2 separate regions of the Zea mays genome follow, and region 1 is linked to region 2. Evidence: chromatin contacts called from public Hi-C data. All regions are on one chromosome and are shown on one strand. The core of a region is the stretch at or near the end of the contact, and the rest is flanking DNA. Distances in the headings are between cores, read along the strand shown.

Evidence for each region. Hi-C and Micro-C count contacts between places; a contact is called where the count stands out from the background.
Region 1: a Hi-C map of leaf shows a contact between it and region 2, with 10 times the contacts expected there. The contact joins the promoter of LOC100278121 here to the promoter of LOC100191634 in region 2. A contact is called at or near these places in 9 of 25 Hi-C or Micro-C datasets (bundle sheath, ear, endosperm and 3 more).

What each region holds. Positions count from the first base shown.
Region 1 is chr6:44,309,111-44,311,810 of Zm-B73-REFERENCE-NAM-5.0, forward strand. It overlaps LOC100278121, which reads left to right and starts at 1,436. Exons shown (of 2, transcript NM_001363950.1): 1 at 1,436-1,726. The coding sequence starts at 1,548. The coding sequence ends at 1,718.
Region 2 is chr6:44,127,273-44,129,972 of Zm-B73-REFERENCE-NAM-5.0, forward strand. It overlaps LOC100191634, which reads right to left and starts at 1,360. Exons shown (of 6, transcript NM_001359668.1): 1 at 1,030-1,360; 2 at 216-431; 3 at 26-131. The coding sequence starts at 1,231.

The sequences.
Region 1 (2,700 bases), core at 186-2,685, 180 kb after region 2:
GGACGACGGTCTCCGCCTCGCCCGACCCCAGGGCTCAGACTCAACCTCGACCTCGGACGACGGTCTCCGCCTCGCCCGACCCCAGGGCTCGGACTCAGCCTCGACCTCGGAGGAGCCTCCGCCTCGCCCGACCTTGGGCTTGGGCCGATCACGTCGCAGGGGGGTACATCATTACCCTACCCCTAGCTAGCTCAGGCTACGAGGAACAAGACCGGCGTCCCATCTGGCTCGCCCCGGTAAAACAAGTAATGATGACACCCCGCGTGCTCCATGACGATGGCGGTTCTCAGCCCCCTATGGAAGCAAGGAGACATCAGCAAGGTCCCAATAGCCCCGACAGCTGTGCTTCTACAGGGTTTAAGCGCTCCTCCGACGGCCACGACATCACATGAACAGGGCACCAACACCTCTCCAACAGCCACGTCGGCATGTACATAGGACTCTGACTCCTCTCTGCCAGACACGTTAGCACACTGCTACATCCCCATTGTACATCTGGGCCCTCTCCTTATGTCTATAAAAGGAAGGTCTAGGGCCCTCGTACGAGAAGGTAGCCTCGTGGGAGGACGGGCTGACGAACAGGCTCTCTCTCTCCCTCGCGAACGCTTGTAACCCCCTACTGCAAGCGCATCCGCCCTGGGCGCAGGACAACACGAGCCGCGGTTCCCCTTATTGCTTTTCCCCCTTGTGTTCCGTCTCGCGCCGACCCATCTAGGCTGGGACACGCAGCGACAATTTACTCGTCGGTCCAGGGACCCCCCGGGGTCGAAACGCCGACAATACGGTTTGTGATGGTCGTCAAACACCAAAATCGATTATACGAAATGGTTAAGCTTATTTCTCTTTCATTTATTCAAATATAACTATTATTTATTTCTAAACATTGAGATATATGTGATCTGGTGGTTAACCCCAAAATTTTGAAACACCAATAGTATCACCGGGTGCCCACATTAGATTTTTAATAGAGTAGTATAGATTTCAGTAATTCTTATAGATGCGCAAAAAATGCATGAATAGTATAAAATTAAATGATATAATATTAGCTTATACTATAAATATTATAGTCATCATATAATAAACTATGGTTTTAATAAATTATAAAAATAAAACACAAATAGGTAGATAGGCATGTACCATCTCGTTTTATGAATATTTATAATTTTTTCCGTTGCAACGCATTTACACATTGAGCAGTGCTATACGACCCGTACGAAAACAAAACAGACACTTCTACATTCGTCGAGGAGCTCGATCCAAATGGGCCGTTATCGAAACAGAAAAAGAATGCGCTTCTGTTTCCGGCCCAACAATCCATAGGATCGAGCCTGACACTCACCATGGCCCATTCAAATCCTAACCCTAGGTGGGTGCAGTGCAGGTCGTCGCAGCGCCGCTACGAGGGGGAGGGGATCGAACTCGAAGGAGAATTTCCATTCGACCCCATCCACTTCTCACCTCAATCTCGCGAGAAGCGAAGCCGGAGGAGGAGGGTGCGAGGAGATCGCGAGCAGCCGGAGCCGGAGCCGGAGCCGGAGGCCTAGTAGATGAAGACGTTCGATCCGTGGCCGGTCTTCTTCCGCCGGGAGTGGAAGCGCAATTGGCCCTTCCTCACGGGGTTCGCCATCACCGGCTTCATCATCACTAAGATGACGGCCAACTTCACCGAGGAGGACCTCAAGAACTCCAAGTTCGTCCAGGAGCACAAGAAGCGCTGACCAACCAGGTGAACCCCCCGATCAAGTCCGCTTCTAGATCTCGGCCGCCCTGGTTGACGCTTGTGTGCGATGCCCCTGCGCTAGGGGATGGGCGCAATGTTTCGGCGATCTGTTCCGGTGATGGGTGTCACTGGCGCTAGTGTTGCCACGCGGTTCATTTTTTCCCTTTAGACTACCCTTAGCTAGCCTGTATCGATCATAGTTCATAATACCTTCCGTTGATGCCATTGCTGTTAGAATTTGCCGATTGGAGTAGCACGGATGTTTCAGATAGATTTCCATCATCGAGATTTTTGCAATTTTGGCACTCTAATTGGGCTTCAGACTATTGGCATCGCGAAGACGACAATTGCTTTGCTGGCATTATAATCACACGCCCTTTGAACATTTCGCATCTCATAGTGCTGACTGCTGATCGTCATTTGTTGTTGTGTTCTACCCATTCTGCCCCTCGTTTTCTCCGTCTTCAAGTTTCGTTCACCATGCATGGGAGCTCACCCCAGGACAGAGACAAACATAAGATAAGACCTTCTGCTCGTGCAGTGGCGGATCTAGGATTGATCCAAGAGGTGGGCTACCAGGCTACTAATATATAGCTCAAAATAAATCGATATGAATTCTAAAAATACAATAATCAATACATACCGTTCGTGAGTCGTTCGTGAGTTGATGTTGTGAGGTAAATCTATCTTCTGAGTTCTTAAGTCTTAAAAATGCTTCAAATTCTTTTCATCTTTAATATCTACAAAGATATCCCCACAAACATAAAAATTTAATTTTTCTCAAATAACCTACTAAACTAACAAACAGGGACTCTCCCTCTAGCAAATAAATAATCAAATCAAACTACCAATACTTAGCAACTAGCAAACGGTTCAAATCAAAGCAGCTAGCACATGACACAACAGTATAGCACGGTTCACTTTTCAGTTTTCAGTTTTCACATTCACAGCTCCCTCGGTCAGAGCAGCAAAAGCAAGCG
Region 2 (2,700 bases), core at 110-2,609:
AACTGGAGCTAGTGAATGCCCTTACATGCCGTCGGTGATGAAGAAGAGGTCCACGACTCTTCCGTCCGGCGTCGTCGACACCTTCACTCTGTGGATTATAAGCTCCAAGTCTGATAGTATGTGCGTCACATCTGCGGATGACACGGCACAAAGGCTGTTAAACGCTTGATGAGGCATGAAATGAAGAGATAGATGGTCGTATATATAGTAGTTACCGTGCAGCAATCCTTTGCGGTCCGGTGACAAGAGCTTGAGGAGGTAGAACTGCGAGGGGCCCGGCTGGCTCATGTCCGGGTAGAACGGGATGGAGTAGGAGGAAGGGCACATCGACATGAGCCGGTTCTTGAGGCTCGCCCACCGGATTCTGATGGACGAGGAGCGGGGCACCACCCAGAACACCACGAAGCACCAGTGGCCGTCCGTAGACACGTCTGCTAAAATCACACACACACACATACACAAGAATCGAATTTTAGTCGACGACAACGAAGGGTTCCAGGTTCGCAGAATTCTTGGCTGCAAAATTACACAAGGACCAAAGGACAAGCATGTGAGTTGCAAACTGCCGGGATGTACGGCACGGGGAACATAGGTATCAGTACTGGTTAGTTTTGTAATGATTAAGGAGACGACATGAACTGTAGCAAGATTGGTGGGCGTCTTGGCAGTGCAAAAAGAAAAGGGAAACTTGAGGATTTCCGTTCTAGAAGCGGAAAGAAGAGCGGAGCGGACAGATAACGATGGGACTAGAAAGAAAAGAGATGGCGCCGGTGAGCTGTACACCCAAATCGATCGATGGGGCGAGAAATCTGGAAAGGGGGAGGGGGGTACTGGAAGAAGAAGGAAAAGAAATCTTTGATGGCGCGACTCCACTCCACAACGAACAGTCGCGATCGAACCCAGGCGAGACAAGGAATCGGGGGGGGGGGGGGGGGGGGGGGGGGGGGGATGGAGGCGCGGTTGGATTGGATTAAATCGAGTTTCATCACCGCAGCGAGATAGAATAGAAGGGCGGGCGGCGGGACGTACCGCCGCGGGTGATGCGGAGGCCGAACTCGAGGATGGTGCGGCACAGGTCGCAGCCGAGGCCGGCCTGGTCGGGGCAGTTGACGGTGATGACGGTCTCCTCGCCCTCGGCGGCGGCCAGCTGCATGACGACAGCGTCGTCCCCTCCCACGGCCGCCGCCGCCATGGCGCCGCCTGGCCGCGCAGCCAACTCCCCCACCGGCATCACCGCGGCGGCCGCCGGCGAGGTTGATTCCGGATCCTCCGCCTCTGGCTGCCTCTGCCTCTCCCTCTCTGTCGCGGGTCCGGTGCTGTCCTCTCCTCTCTTCTCCTCCTCTCAAGAGAATTATGATAATCTCGAAGAGTGTTCCGCGGCGCTTAAATACTGGATTTTGCAGTAAGGGGGTAATTCGAACACGATGGGTGGTGGTGGTGCGGGGGCGCCGGCTGAGTCAGCGCTGGGTCGGCCTCGGCCAGCCCAGCCCACGGCTGCGGCGTTGCGTGCACCGCGCGCGAGGGCCCACCTGTCATCGCCTGCCCGCGCAGCACCGTAACGGATACGGGTACTAGAGACAGCTGCGGCCACGCGGGTTTGTGGTTGCCTACATCTCCTATGAAACAAACACAAACACCTCATTTGTCCGGGGTTTTAAATTTCGGTATTATTTTTTCGGCCACTCTTACAATTATCAAACTCATGAAATCTGGCTGAATTTTTCAGTTTTTTTTTCTTCTAGAGACAGACACGAAGAACGATTTTTCAAGCAAGTAGGGATCTAAACAAAAAAAAGCGTACTTTATGGCTAAGCATCTATTGAGTACGTGAAGATACAACATAAACAATAGAAAATACCGTGTTAAATAGTATATTGCTGTCATTTCAAATTTGTAAAAGTTTAGCTCACAATAAATTTATGTAGTCTTAGGTTTTTCCATCAAGCCAACTAGTAATTGAAATATTGTAATACTCAAAAGTGTAATAAAAGTGGATAGAGATAAACTCATTAGTTTGTGGCCTCTACTATTCATTGCATGTGATCAACACTAGTTAAAAGTGGGTAATTAGAACCAAGAACACCTAAATAACCTGTGCATCATGTTGGATCTTACTTTGTGTGCATTTTGTGATGATGTAAAAATATGGTAAACAAAAATAATAATTATGTTAATACACCAATGGGAAATTAAATCCCTAAATTAAACTCTAGGGTTTGGAAAACAAGAAAAAGAGAAATGATATAAAAATATAAAAACATAGATATCCTTAAACTTATTACTGTTAACTATACAAATACAGTGTAAATGATGAGCCATCAAGTTTGAATTCAAACTTGAATTCAATTGGATTTGAAAATGGAGAAAAGAAAAAAAGAAAAGAAAAGAATAAACCAAAACCCAGCTAATCGGGCCTGGTACCCGAATTCGGCCCACCGGGGGAATATCCCGCGCGGCCCATCAATCGGGGGGGAAGTGCCGACAGCTCGACCCCACACGTCAGTCGCTATCACCGCACGCTTCCTCTGCATCTCACTGATGCGTGGGACCGCCCTGGCGGCGCTCGCTCTTCCCCCTCAACAGAAAACGCGAGTTCACCGGCGAGCCCCTCTCCCCTTTTTCCGTTGACGCCGTTGCTAGCCGGGCACCTCCACGGACCATATAACGGTTGCGCTCTCCCTTCCCTTTCCCCTAAACCTT